5 separate regions of the Mus musculus genome follow, and regions 1, 3, 4 and 5 are each linked to region 2. Evidence: chromatin contacts called from public ChIA-PET, Hi-C and HiChIP or PLAC-seq data. All regions are on one chromosome and are shown on one strand. The core of a region is the stretch at or near the end of the contact, and the rest is flanking DNA. Distances in the headings are between cores, read along the strand shown.

Region 1 (2,700 bases), core at 169-2,668, 460 kb after region 2:
GACACCACTTCAGCAGGAAAGGGCAGACTCTTACTAGGCTCCTAGTACCATAGAGGGTGAAGATTGTTATAGGACCGCCAAGTGATGATGCAAAGGGTAACTGCACCAAGCCTCCTCTGGTGCTACTCTGTCATTAGAGAGGATGGATGTGCTGTTGTGGGTGGGTGGAATCAAAACTATAAGCTCCCCCCACAGTCTTCTCTGGTACCAGTAAGAGCAGACACTCTGCCTGGCAGAGTGGTACTGAGCCACAGCAAGAAAGTCCAATTCTTCTCCCACCGGGGTTCCCAACCAAAAGCAAACGGGTTTCAAGGAAGTGTTTCTACCAATTACCAGGCTCAGGAGTCTCTGAGCCCTTCCCCAGCTTCCTTGCAGTCAGTCGCAAGTACAGTATGTCTGCACTTTAGCCATGAAGGACTTCCTCGGTTGGCACCTGAGCTGTCTCTTACCAGCCAAGCACAGAGGAACCCAAGGCACAAGTACACTACATCTCTCTGCCAACTGCAAAACTCAGTGCTAAAAACAAAAAATTGAAGAGAGCTGTGCAGAAATCCCGGGGCCTTCTGCAACAGCTAGCTCCACCTCTGTACCAGCGTCTACTTCCTGTCTGTGTAGGATCTGCCCTTCACATCCTATGGGGGCCCAAGTAACTCTTCCTTGGAGTCCCCTTCGTGAGTACAACACCCAGTAAAGCCTCATTTGGATGCTATTGCTTCTCTCATCGTGATTTCTGTTTTGAATTGAGCAAGAGAGTCTGGTTAACCTCATTGCCTAAACCTAGAAACACAAAGAGCTAGCGACACACCAAAATGAGCTGGTGATGTCGGCACGAGCGATGCTTTGCCCATTCCTAATGTCCCTCTTGAGTCAAGCAAAGAATATAGGCTGCTTGTACTGGCTCCCCACTTGGCATCGTCAAGCACAATCAGGGATTTCGTGCCTCATTCAGGCAGGGCAGGGGTAAAGTTGTGGCTCTGCATTTGTCTACTTGTTGTGTTGAAACTGCACTTTCTGCTTTGATGTGTTGCCAGAGAAGGGTAGCCACTCAGCCGTTGCCTGAAAACTCCTTAGCAGTTGGGCCTCATCCTTAGTGCAGGCGCAGGCTTTGTGGGGTCCTTTGGTCTCCACCAGTTGTCACTTCCAGGCTGCTGGCTACTTCAGCTCCAAGTATGGGCAGATGCCACAAAAAGAAATCTCGAAGACCTGAGGTCTCTGGGTACTCTGCATCTTCTCCTCACTTTGCAGAGATTTCCTGCACTCTTCACAGACAAAGCCCAGGGCTGTTTGTTGGAGTCAACAGGAGAAGGAAAGAGAATGTGAACTCTGTCCTCCCAGACGCTGAAGTCTAGGATCAGACTCGCTCTTGAAGCTTCATAGCTTTAGGGTTATATGACATCTACTTCCTAAGACACGTGACCTGCTTGGTTTTCTTTTCACAGTAGGCACTACAGTGGTGAGTGTCAGAAGTTAAGCTCTGCAATCATCTGCTATCTGGTAACTTCTGGAGACTTATTTCATATAGAAATCCTACTTAGCCATTAACACTTGCTCATAATACCCAGAGCATAATGATGACAGACAGGAAATGAGAGACTAGACAGGCCAGTGAGCACCATGATTACTGCACACAGTACACAGTGAGGACACATGCATGGGGACTCGTTGCCTCTGATCTTGAAAAGGATCTGGAAGGAGGGAGAAGAAGACAACGGACTTAAATGATTGCTAAAACAGACAGTACAAAGGACTGTCTCACAGAGGTCTGAGACAACAGTTGAGCTGGGCCTTGAAGAGAAGCAGAACCTCCAGAGAGGAAGCAGGCATCACACCATTGGGTCTGTGGTTTGCTATAGAGGGCGGGACTCTTGGGAGACTGGATCTGACAGGATTTGCTTCCTCAGCTATCTCTCCTGATACCATTTCTTCTTCACCATTCAGGAGCGTTACAGTGTTATCTTTTGCTCTGTCTGTCGCTCCTCTGCTGGCAGCTCAGCTCAGGGCTTCTGTTCAGGTCTGTCAAGCTCCTCTCATCTACCTCCTAGTGCAAGATACAGGTTTGGCATTCAAAGGCTCTTGTGAATGTTCAAGGAAAAGAACAGAGTATAGCAAGCTGATGTCAGCACCAGCATTAGAGGAAACACACTTTGCACTGCTATTGAAAGCTGAGAGCCTCTTCCTCCGGTGGGGTCTACCCACCGGTTCTTTATGACTCCACTTATTCCTGTTAAGGAGCTCAAATAGCAACGACTGTGTCAGAATGCCTGGTAGGAAGCAGGGCGGGAGACACACTGGGCTGATAGCTGGGGAACTGCTTAGGATGCACGGGGCCCATTTCCATCCTGACTTTTCATTGTTTACACCAAGAGAGAAAAGATACAAAGCATCTAGGGGTTTTTTGGTTTTTGTTTTTTTCAAACACGGAAACCATCTTGTAGTACAAGACCCTCCTACACAATGGATTTTCGCCAGAGCTCACCAAAGAAGACAGGAAGTCAGAGGACCTCGATTTCCTGTTTCAGTTTTTATGGCTGAGCAGACAAACAGGAGGCATAAAGGAGCGGTGAGCAGACCCCACCCTCACTTGCCTGAACTGTGGCCTGACCTGGTTTCTCTGAGGCACCTCCTCTTCCCACAAGTTTCCCTTGAGCCACCTCAGTTACTGTATCCCATTCTGTGCGACAGTGATACAAGCTATCACAA
Region 2 (2,700 bases), core at 199-2,698:
TTTTAATATATCAGAAAATAAAATAATAAAAATAGAAAAATGCAGGGGACATAGGGAAGGTTTCGGATATGACTCCGAAGCTCTCCAACTTTGTGGTATGATTCCTTTTTTAGGTAACCATAGCTCTTAATATAGTCTAAGATGATTCCAGGTTAAGTTCGTCTTTCAAGCATTAGTACTTTTCTACTGCTGTGCTAAATTGTCGTGAGCAAACCAACTTATGGAAGAAAAGTGTATTGATGTTCATGGTTCCAGAAGGGTATGGATCTGGTGTGTCAGGGCAGCGTGGCAGCAAGCGTCTGCATGGTAACTGTGTCAGGAAGATCAGGGTAGCAGGGCAGCAAGCATCTGTGTGGTGACTGGGAAGGGCAGAGATCTTATAGCAACCATGAGCACAGAGCAGAGCAAGCAAACTGAAAACGGCGTGAAACCTACCCCTAGTGGTGTGCTTCCTCCATCATGGCTACGCCGCCCCCTCCCCAAACAGCATCACTAGCTGTGGATCAAGTGTTCAAATGCACGTGCTTGTGGTGGACATTTCTCGTTAAAAGACTACAGGTATGATTTTGATAGAATATTAATGTATTTTAAGAAAAGTGTTTACTGAAGCTCATTAATCTCACCAAAGGCCACCAACATGAATGCACTCAGTGAGATTTTATGCCACGTTAAGGATGTTATTCCAATATAGGACAACTTGCTGCCTGCACAAGCTTACAACAGAGAAAAGAAGATGTTCCCTGGATTCATTCATTACTCACCCACCTTCCAACACAGGGGAGAGGGAGGGGGAGGGGGAGGGGAGAGGGGGGAGGGGGAGAGGGGAGAAGGAGAGAAGGGGGGAGGGGAGAGGAAGGGGGGAAAGGGAGGGGGAGGGAGAAAGGGGGAGGGGAGGGGGAGAGAAAGGGGGAGGGGAGAGGAAGGGGAAAGGGATGGGGAGGGGGAGAGGAAGGGGAGAGGGAGGGGGAGAGGAAGGGGAGGGGGAGGGGGGAAGGAGATCAAAGATCACACATGAACCTCGTGAAGCAAAATACTCAAAACCTACCCTTAAAATGCTTGAAGAGTTACTGTTTCGAATATAATAACATCTGTTAAAATTCAGTTCCGAAACCGAGCTAAATCATGTAAATGAGGAGGCGCGGTAGCAAGTCTGAGAACTTAAGGGGGAAATTAAAAATGAGACGCAGTCTGTGAAAAGTTGCCTTCAGTTTGGAAGAAAGTGTGTGATCAAGAGGGCGCTCTAAGCCTGAACCAGAAAGGCCTGGGAGAAAATGGTTTCTCTCTGATTCTCCATTTCCTTCCCCTTCCCTAAAACACAGGCTTGAATCTGCCGCTTTGTGAAACCACTCGACGTTTACAGGAAAGGGTGACTTTAAGGAACTGTGATGACTCCGCAGGTGACCGCAGGCGTGCTACACCACACCGGCTCACACTACAGGCACCCACTCTGGCCAATAAGGATACAGGTGCTTTGTCCTCGCAGCTTTGTCAGCGTCTGCCTACCTACCGCACTCTCTCTGATGCTCACGCCTCATTCAAGTCTCAGAAACCTCTCTACATCCTTTCTTTTATGGGGTCTCTTCAGAATCTTACAGCTTCCCTCTGAAGTTGCACGCGCGTTAGCTGTTCCTTGAGTCTGATCTTGCGTGTAATAGTTTTCATAGTGAATAATAGTGGGTTTGGGTTTTTGTTGTTGTTTTGTTGTTTTGGTTGGATTTTTGTTTTTTGTTTTGTTTTGGGGGGTTGTTTTTGTTTTTGGTTTGGGGTGGTTTTTGTTTTTTGGGTTTTTTGGTTTTTGGTTTTTGGTTTTTGGGGTATTTTTTAGACATGAAGTCCTAGAGCTTAAAGTTGACCTGAAACTCGAGAGGTAACTGAAGGTGATCTTGAACTTCTGACCCCCCCTGCCTCTGTGTCCTGAGTGCTGGAGCTACTGACACGCACCAACATGCCTGAAGCGTGCAGTGCTGGGAATCAAACCCGGAACTTCGTGCACTGTAGGCAAGCGCTTTGCCAACTCAGGCGTATCCCCAGCCCTATAATGGCATTTTAGAAATATAACCTAATGAGTGTTTAAAACAAACAAACAACAACAAAAAAAGGTGACTTTAAAATATTGTCATTAACACAACACCTGGCACTTCTCAAGAGCTCATGAAATAAATACACACTGAATGACCATTTTTAAACTGCCTGCATTGTGTATAAGTCAACATGATATTCCTTTTTGTTAAATAACAATCCCCGTCTTTCAATCCCTGTGACAGTGTCTCTCAGATCGTTGCGGTTCTCATTCTTCTTGGTTTCCTGTCTGATTTGTTGGGATAAAATAACCAGTGACAGAGATATGGGACATATAAAGGAAGAAAATGTCGAGGAATGGAAAGGCCAAGTCCCGCCCCTCCTACAAGCCCCTCCTACAAGCCACTTTCCTACTGCAGCCCTTACCAAACAGAAGGTGGGGGCTTCCCATTCTCCCTCCAGCATGAGATGGCCATCAAGACTGACTCCTCCATTCTTTATTGCCTTGAGAGACACACGTAGTTACTCTTTCTTCTTATCAAGTGCATTAGGAATGAAAGGTAGCGTTTTATTAATTGAATTGAGCACAAAAGTGAATTTCAATGTAATGAGCCTCAGCTTGCTCTTGCTTACCTTCCAGCCTGAGTTTCAGGCTTTCCTTTCAGAGAACTGTCGAATGCT
Region 3 (2,700 bases), core at 82-2,581, 390 kb after region 2:
GTAGAAGACAGGCTCTACAGAATCGATCTTGATCTGGTTCACAAGTGTTTGCCCACATTAGGGCAACCTGGAAAGAGCCACCACAGTCTTAAAAGCTCCGGTGATGGAAGACAGGGAAATTGTCAGAGAACTCACTGGAAGAGCTTTAAACAGATTGCAGTGAGTGATGGCTGTGATTGTCAGGCTGAGCTTGCAGATATCAGAGTAGACAGAACTACAAATAAACCAGAGCTACAAATAAATCACCGGCTGATAAAAAGGAGCAGAGAAACTCCCCGCGCACTGAAAGGTAGCCACACACAGAGAAAATGGACACATTGTTTGCCGGGCCACAGAGGGGTATGTTGAGGATTCCCCAGCTGGAGCATAGGCTCGGCAAGGTAGCAAGGAGAGAAGCAAGTGCTCTCCCCCCCACTGTGACCCCACTGTCCAATCCTGTTCTCTCTGTAACGCTAACGTCATACACTGGGCAATTGATTTTCTAGGGCCATCACTCGAAATTCAAAGAAATAAATGCTGTTGTGCCGAAGGCTACTCCTGAAATGACTTATCATTTCTTGGGATGGGTGGCTGCATGGTTAGGGCCTGTGCTGGAGTCACTGAGCGCCACAGCTCATTCTGATCATGACCACGAGTATAACCACAATGTCAGGATGAAGTCAGCATGTGTTTACAGTGGGTGCCAATTACAGAGTGTCTGAGGGCTTATCTGCCCCCCATGGATGCTGTCCTCAGCTCAGCCCTATCGTCTGCACAGGTGAGGTCACGGCTGCGCCTGATAGCTCCTGTGCTCTTCTTTACCCTGTGGGTTTAGGATGAGGCCAGGTCTCCCCACTCCTTCCCTGAGGTCTACAGATGGGGATGGGAACTTCATCATGTCACCAGGTATGTTTATACTCAAAAAGCCATACCCAGGCCACCCATACTCCCAGCTGACCCCAAAACATAGAGTATGTCCAAGTGTTTTTCCCTTGGAGACCAAGCAGTAGTAGTGATTACCGTGCCCCATCCAAACCACATTCCCAGCCCTGAAGACAACGCCAGCCCTTCCAGTCACAGTATAGACAGCAGAAGAAGGCTCGTCCCAGTCACAGAGCTCCGGTCTCGCCCTCTGATTCACCTTGGATAGAATGTTCAAGATGTAGACTCCAGCACCAAGGACCGCAGTAGCATGGGGCCAGTCCAGGCTGCACCGTGGACACCAAGAGCAATGCAGTTTTGGAGCCTGTTCTGAACTAAGTGTGACTCACAGTCGCCCTCACCTCCAGACCTCCTCATCCTGACAGCAGGCCTCAGTCGAGACTGGGTACCCGTGGCCTTCCACAAGCCTGGGCCTCAGCATCCTCCCCAAAGCATCTCATGATTTCCCTCCGTTCACTCCAGCAGCCGACTCCTAAGCTGCCTGTCTCAGATGAGACGGAAATAACTCGTGACTTTTAAGTGACCTAAAACAGTTCCAAAAAGTGTAGGGTATCAGAGTCTTTAGTGACATTAACAATAGATTCCAGCGTGTTTGGGCATTTGCGTCATACCACAGGGACCCTGCCACCAGAGAACACCCCAGGTTCACGAAGGCATCTCAAACCCATACCTGCCCACGTGTTCTTAAAAACACATACAATGGAGGATCTGTGTGCGGCTTTTTAATTCAATTGGAAAGCACAGTTTTATTCTGTTTGAACAGCTGCTAATGTAAATCCCTGTGGGAAGAAAAACTCAAGAACGTGGAGTCGCACCAAGAATTAAAAACATCGCCCCTCTCCTGGGCACTGCACATCCGAGGCCGAGTAATGAATCCCAGACCCCGTGATTAAGAAGTGCTTTCTGCGGAGCATATAATTACGGAGCCACACAAGCCGCTATTATTCTGCAGAGGGCCTGGTGTTGGGAGCCTTTCCCCCGTTCCAGCTTTACATTAAGCATTTCTCAGAACAGGAACAATCCAAGAGCAGGCATTGGCAGCACCCATGTTAGGTCGTCAGAAAATGATAGCTGCTGCCAAGGCATAAACAGTGAGCAAGAGACCCATCTTCCCACGCCTGTTTTAAATGGCCTGCTGGGCCGTGATGCACACCTGCAATCCCAGCACCCAGGAGGCAGACATAGGATTGTGAGTTCGAGGCCAGCCTGGCTTACCTAACAATACCCCGTCTTAAAAACAAACAAGCAAGCAAACCAATAAGCCATAGGTGCTGGGTGAGGGAAAACAAAGAGGGACTGTGGTTGAGCAGGGGATGGCAAACAGGCCAGCAGGGCTGTGGGAGGGACTGGGGCTCCGGACCTTCTTCCACCTCCCATCTCTGGAAGATAGACTTTAACACTGACAATATAGAGACACTAGAGTGCAGATAACCAGTCCGATGAGGGCCTCCTCCTTCAGAGTGTACATCCTGGAGAGTGCGAGCTGTCAGAAGCAGAAGGTGTGCCATGGGAGCTCTCCACTCGAAGTGCTTGGTCTCTTGGGGTTGCATCATGTGAGAGCAGCCGCATGGAGTGAACCTGTTCTGTTTCCTCAGGCTCGCCCCTGATTCCTGGTGCAGCTCAGCTGGCCACGGCCCTGAATAAACTATACTCAGGCCTCTGGAGGTGGGCCTGGCAGACTAGACTGACTATGTATCCCTGTGTTCAGGGAGACGTGAGGTGATGCTTTGGCCAAGGTCCTGGACTAACTTCCATGACACAGAGAATTCAGATGGCTTT
Region 4 (2,700 bases), core at 51-2,550, 510 kb after region 2:
TTAGTTGCCTGGTGCTGCTGACTCAGGCTTTTGGTCTGACAGGGATTTCTGAGGCAAGACTAAAGATGTACGATCCTTTTGATCCTTTGTTCTGAGATCCAGAGAGACTTGCAATGTTTCAATGACTTGTTGACATAGCCCTAAGGCTATTGAACTCACACAAAATTCCAGGCTGTTTCCACATGTTTCTTTAGTTATGGCGCTTATTTTTCCGGAGGCTGCCAGGATATTTTGCATGCTAGTCTTTTTGTATTTGGAATCTGTCTGCACTGGAGAAAAAGGAAGTACTCATGGAGATGATTCTTCTTCTTCTTCTTCTTCTTCTTCTTCTTCTTCTTCTTCTTCTTCTTCTTCTTCTTCTCTTCTTCTTCTCCTTCTTCTTCTTTTTCTTCTTCTTCTTCTTCTCCTCCTCCTCCTCCTCCTCCTCCTCCTCCTCTTCTTCTTCTTCTTCTTCTTCTTCTTCTTCTTCTTCTTCTCCTCCTCCTCCTCCTCCTCCTCCTCCTCTTCTCTTCTTCTTCTTCTTCTTCTTCTTCTTCTTCTTCTTCTTCTTCTTCTTCTTCTTCCTCCCCCTCCCTCTCCCCTTCCCTCTTCTCCTCCCCCTCCCTCTTCCCCTCCCCCTCTCTTGTCTTCTTCTGGAAAAAAGGAGGGGTCCATCAAATTAGTTAATCAGGAGCAAAAAAAATCTTGTATCCTTTTCTTGTTAGGCCATTTACTTTTTCTGTTAGCTTTTTGTATTGTTTTTTAACAATTAAGAAATTACTTTATGGAACCACTTTTTGTCAAGAATGCTCTTGTTCGTCCCTAAACAGTTCCAAGCACGCATTAGCCGAATGTGCTGACCCATGCAGAAAGACGAGGAAGCCCTGCCCCACGTAGTGGAACAAGCCCCGGGTGCAGTTGCTTTTGGATCCCAGCCTCTAGCTCTCCGGCGCAGACATAGCAGGTTTGTCCCGTGGTGAACAGGGAATCGAGGCACCAAGCTGTCCTGAGCTGGTGAGGGGCATTCGGTCCCTCGGCCCATCAGTCTCTTCCCCAAGTTCTCTGGCTCTGGTGCAGAGCTCCCGAGAGGACTCTAGATCCGAACCAGTGGAACGCCCAGGGTGAGCGTGGAGGTGCAGCCCTAGGGGCAGAGCCGCGGCCTCCGCAGCGCTCCCATCGCTGAGCTTCTGAGCTTTCCACGCCGCCGCGCCCTTCACGCCTACCTCGCGCGGAGGCTCCGCCCTAGACTCCGCCCTAGCTTCTGAGTGGCGGCACCGGGCGTCAGTCTGCGTTCAGGGCGGGAGCACGGACGGCTGTCACAGTAGCTGAGCTCGGGACTGCGGCTGCGGAGAAGCGAGCGGGGCGCCGGGCTGTAGCGGAGGGTGCGCGCGGGTGGAGGCGCGCATCCCGCATGGAGGCGCCGAGGAGCGCGCCGCGGGAGCGGGAGCGCGCTCGGACCACCTCAGGTGGGCGCCGGGATGAGCACAGTCTCCCGGAGGGTGTAGTGGCGGCGGAGGGTGGGCGAGGGAGAGCGAAGGGTGCTTGTGGCGCGGGGACGGCTACACCTCGCGCGCGTGGCTGTGCGTGGGTTGCATCTGAGTCCCCGGCCATCGGAGAGAGGCGGGTCTATCCAGGAGTACCCGGGCGCGTGGACAAGCTGGTCGGTGTCCTCGAGGGAGCAACTTGGTTGTAAACTAAGCTACCGGGGTTTGCGCCTTGAGAGGATGTGGCCCACACCTTTTCAGCAACCAGAGTTGTAAACCGCAGAGAACACTCTTGACTTTAGGGGGAAAAAAATGCTCACCAAGGGGACAGGGTGACAGTAGATCGCTATTGCATTTCGGGCCCCTGCCCCACTGGGTAGCAGTGGTCTGTCCTCTCCAAAGACCTTAGAGATGAAATGTCTTTCTTCCGGTCCCACAGCTGTGTCCGTGGTTCAGTTTCTCTAGGTTTTGTTGGGCCACACGCTGGATCCTGTGTTTCACCATCTACCACTCAAGGAATGTGAGCCTAGTAGTGAATCTAAGCTGTGTGTGTTCTTGCTTTCAGTGTGTAAATGGGGTTGTTGGACACCGGGAATGTTCCTAATTGCTGCTCTCCGTCCTAGTAGGAGCTTCTGACACAGCACTGTGTTGTGTAGTGGAAGCAACACTGTTCAGGACACGAGGTCTGGACGTCAGTCCACCCTAGAGTGTCTGGGTAGGAGTTATTCAAGACATCAACCATTCGTGAAATGCATGCTGGACAAGTTAATTCCGAAGGCCTCTCCCAGCCTAGTCTGTGACTAAATTACCCAAGTCTCTGAAGTTTAGAGAATTAACTCATTTGTTTAACCTTTATGCACCTCAGGTTATTATAGAATTAGCCAAGTATTTCCTGTGGGCGTATCCAGTCGAACATTTTTTATTTTGTTTCTTTCTTCCTTTAGTTTGGCAGAGAAAAGAAAGTTGGAAACAGAGGCAAGGACATGACTGGGAAAGAGCTGGTTTGGGAGACTGCAGAATGCCTACTTTGGCTTAACAAAACCACCAAGAACGTTTCCTTTCTCTGCACGAAGTCCAAGGCGTGTCAGTGCGCTGAGCCCAAGGAGAGAGAGGGACCTTTCGTTTGTTTCAGTCTGTGGGGTCTGCTGTAGGTTTGCAGGACAAAGTGAGATTCAAGGATAAGATTGTGGAAAACGTTTCCCTTTCGAATATAACTGCTGAGGGAGGACTTAGGAGC
Region 5 (2,700 bases), core at 46-2,545, 360 kb after region 2:
AGCTTCCCTTTTTTTTTTTTTTTTTGTTTTATTTAAATATAGGAGATCCAGCAGCGGCATGGCTTAGCCAATTCCATCTCTTCCTACCTGATCAAACCAGTTCAGCGGATAACAAAGTATCAGCTCCTTTTAAAGGTGTGTATGAAACATTGTCCATCTGCAACATCACACCCTGTGTTGATATGTATCCCCTGGGCACATGTGTCTGTGGTTTCCATCTACCATCGGCAACATCACATCCTGTGCTGATATGTATCCCCTGTGCACATGTGTCTGTGGTTTCCATCTACCATCGGCAACATCACATCCTGTGTTGATATGTATCCCCTGGGCACATGTGTCTGTGGTTTCCATCTACCATCGGCAACATCACATCCTGTGTTGATATGTATCCCCTGTGCACATGTGTCTGTGGCTTCCTTCACTGACATTTCTTGGCCTGTCCAGCTTCTTATTGAAGCAGATACCTAAGATCATATCCCCTAGTTGTACCCTGAAGGAACTGGCTGGCCCTTGTCTGCAATGTAGAATGGTATTTGACTGAGAAATAAGTTCCTGGCTCTTGGACCTTTAGCATCCTCAGACTCTGGTGCTGAGACCCCGACACAGCACCTGTACATGTTTAACCCGCAGCAGCGCTGATTGGAAAGTCTGGAGACTATCTGCCCTGCGTCACAAAAATGCTCAGAATCATTGCTGATATGTGCCAGCATTGAACCCATACCTGGCTGATGCGCAGGTTTTCCATGGACTCCGGAACACTCTGCCCTCATGCCGCTCCCTATGGCTGCTAGCCATTTTATAGACCATGTCCCTACTGATCCCAAGGGCTTCTGCTTTTTGTTGCAATTAAGTAGATCTAAAATTGCCCTTGCAAAAATTTAAGTCTGATTATTTTCAACAGTAGAAAGGGGAACAAACTTACCACAGATGCGTTATGTCGTTAATGCATGTTTGCTTGCTGCATTAAGAGTCATTTACAACTTTTGTCTGGCAAAGGTACTATATTTCCTCTGCCGGTGAAGGACGCGCTGAAACATTAGCGTGTAGACTGTCCACTAATCCCAGCTCTGTCAGCTGCTGCCCTGGGCGTGCAGTAGGACACTGAAGCTTAAGGGTGTCTAAAGCTCTCTCAGTAAGAGAGACCTAGCAACTGTAAAACATGGCTGTGTTCTTTTATACAGATGTGTACTATCAAGAGACCTTTCTATCTCGAAAACCCTACTACCACAACCCCCACCTCCTTTACACACAGTGCAGTGCCAGGGATCAAACCAGGGCCTCACACAAGTTGGGTGAGCACTCTACCACCAAGCCACACCGCACCTCCTCTCCTGTACTTCTGTATGACAGTCTTACTCAGTGACTAGATAGCCATCACTACACAAATCTGCTGCTGCTGTCTGTGAGCATGGCGTAAGCTGGGAGGCTGGGTTTTGCTGGTTTGCATTCAGGTCTTGTCCCCTTTGCTTCCTAAGTCTGCACAAGTGCCTTGTCTCACCGTTGTCCCTTGTTGCCCTCAGAACTCAAGGCTTTGTTCTCAGCTTCTGTGTCCACTAAGATTACACTTCTACTTGTAAATCTTTCTCATTTTCCCCAGAAACTCTGCTGGGAACAGTAGTAAACTCCATCAGACCTCCCCAGTGGGAAGGCAGTCTGCACGGAGGGAGTTGAGGCACATTGTACTTGTAAGGCAGTTTCTGCCCAGCTCCTCAGAAGCATACACATCTGATCAAACATGAAGGTGCCCATCAGATGACTGAGTTCTCTAGACCAGGGGTTCTCAACTTTCCTAATGCCTGTGACCCTTTAATACAGTTTGTCATGTTTCAGTGACCCCCCCCCCCCCGCAACCAGAAAATTTGCATTGCTACTTCAAAACTGTAATTTTGCTACTGTTATGAATCATAATGTAAATATTTTTGGAGATAGGGGTTTGCTGAAGGGATGCTATCTACAGGTTGAGAACCACTGCTCTAGTTCCCCCTCCCCCAAGCTGATGACCACACTGCTCTGAACCCCTTGGGAATCATATACACAAGATTGTTGTCACTGTGACCAAGAACGGTCTGGCACCCATGAAGGAATACCTGAGAGAGACCCATCAGGATGTAAGCTTGTGTTTCCTGCTGTCCTACTCACGGGGGAGCTGAGGAGCTTCCAGGAAGTCAGGAAGTAGCATGACACACATAGATACCCTGGAGATGTGTGGTAGCTTGTAGCTAGTACCTCCCTAAGGAGCCTGCACAGAGGAGTGGTCTGTGTTGTGTTGCTATTCTGATTCAGGGTCCAGCCAGCCCCCGACATTGTGGGATTAGCAGGGCAGGTAGACTGTGGATGGCTGTCACTTGTCACAATTCCATATTCCTTACAAACCAGTAACATTTATTTTCTCATTTTGGAGATGTGGTTGGCAAGGCATAACAACTTCTTTCAGAACGGCGACGGGATCTGACTTCCTCCAGGTCCTCATTCAAGTAGATCAGACACTGTTGCCTATGTGAACCTGAGTGATTCCCTTTTTGTTTGTTTCCTGAGCACCGTGAGCTCTCATGGATTCTGCTGAGGTGTGGCTGGCAGAGCGTTTTGCAGTCCTTTGCGAGTTCACGGTGTTGATCTTCTCCAGGAGCTGCTCACATGCTGTGAGGAAGGAAAGGGGGAGATCAAAGATGGCCTGGAGGTGATGCTCAGCGTGCCCAA

The links. A called contact is a pair of places that touch in the nucleus more often than the background predicts. ChIA-PET counts read pairs in DNA pulled down with a chosen protein or histone mark. HiChIP or PLAC-seq counts read pairs in DNA pulled down with a chosen protein or histone mark.
Region 1: a Hi-C map of CD4 single positive thymocytes shows a contact between it and region 2, with 5 times the contacts expected there. The contact joins two enhancer-like sites. A contact is called at or near these places in 3 of 484 Hi-C or Micro-C datasets (CD4 single positive thymocytes, granulocyte-monocyte progenitors and pre-megakaryocyte-erythroid progenitors), 1 of 115 datasets of contacts at active chromatin or transcription factors (memory CD8 T cells) and 1 of 9 other capture datasets (embryonic stem cells).
Region 3: a contact with region 2 is called in an RNA polymerase II ChIA-PET map of memory CD8 T cells, with 19 read pairs. The contact joins two enhancer-like sites. A contact is called at or near these places in 1 of 115 datasets of contacts at active chromatin or transcription factors (memory CD8 T cells) and 2 of 9 other capture datasets (embryonic stem cells and macrophages).
Region 4: a contact with region 2 is called in an RNA polymerase II ChIA-PET map of memory CD8 T cells, with 16 read pairs. The contact joins the promoter of Otulinl here to the enhancer-like site in region 2. A contact is called at or near these places in 6 of 39 promoter capture datasets (embryonic stem cells, liver, pre-B cells and 2 more), 1 of 484 Hi-C or Micro-C datasets (embryonic stem cells), 4 of 115 datasets of contacts at active chromatin or transcription factors (double positive thymocytes, embryonic stem cells, memory CD8 T cells and 1 more) and 2 of 9 other capture datasets (adipose tissue and embryonic stem cells).
Region 5: an H3K27ac HiChIP or PLAC-seq map of regulatory T cell precursor shows a contact between it and region 2, with 3 times the contacts expected there. The contact joins two enhancer-like sites. A contact is called at or near these places in 3 of 484 Hi-C or Micro-C datasets (CD4 T cells, cerebral cortex and uterus), 6 of 115 datasets of contacts at active chromatin or transcription factors (astrocytes, double positive thymocytes, memory CD8 T cells and 3 more) and 1 of 9 other capture datasets (adipose tissue).

Annotation. Positions count from the first base shown.
Region 1 is chr15:27,724,334-27,727,033 of GRCm38.p6, reverse strand. No RefSeq gene overlaps it. Among named protein-coding and RNA genes, the nearest start is that of Otulinl, 44 kb to the right of the region's middle. Within about 2 kb of position 1,418, at least 119 of the 459 cell types and tissues checked have an H3K27ac peak or open chromatin away from gene starts, as enhancers often do. A contact at or near this core is called in CD4 single positive thymocytes, memory CD8 T cells and pre-megakaryocyte-erythroid progenitors, where this site is marked.
Region 2 is chr15:28,188,564-28,191,263 of GRCm38.p6, reverse strand. It overlaps a transcript of Dnah5 not described here. Among named protein-coding and RNA genes, the nearest start is that of Dnah5, 14 kb to the left of the region's middle. Within about 2 kb of position 1,448, at least 48 of the 459 cell types and tissues checked have an H3K27ac peak or open chromatin away from gene starts, as enhancers often do. A contact at or near this core is called in CD4 single positive thymocytes, memory CD8 T cells, pre-megakaryocyte-erythroid progenitors and 3 more, where this site is marked.
Region 3 is chr15:27,796,847-27,799,546 of GRCm38.p6, reverse strand. All of the region lies in intron 34 of Trio (triple functional domain (PTPRF interacting)), which reads left to right. Among named protein-coding and RNA genes, the nearest start is that of Otulinl, 120 kb to the right of the region's middle. Within about 2 kb of position 1,331, at least 63 of the 459 cell types and tissues checked have an H3K27ac peak or open chromatin away from gene starts, as enhancers often do. A contact at or near this core is called in memory CD8 T cells, where this site is marked.
Region 4 is chr15:27,680,142-27,682,841 of GRCm38.p6, reverse strand. Otulinl (OTU deubiquitinase with linear linkage specificity like) reads left to right here and starts at 1,300. Exons shown (of 8, transcript NM_001242423.1): 1 at 1,300-1,445. The coding sequence starts at 1,391.
Region 5 is chr15:27,825,701-27,828,400 of GRCm38.p6, reverse strand. It overlaps Trio (triple functional domain (PTPRF interacting)), which reads left to right. Exons shown (of 57, transcript NM_001081302.1): 28 at 43-135; 29 at 2,627-2,700. Among named protein-coding and RNA genes, the nearest start is that of Otulinl, 150 kb to the right of the region's middle. Within about 2 kb of position 1,295, at least 79 of the 459 cell types and tissues checked have an H3K27ac peak or open chromatin away from gene starts, as enhancers often do. A contact at or near this core is called in memory CD8 T cells, regulatory T cells, regulatory T cell precursor and 1 more, where this site is marked.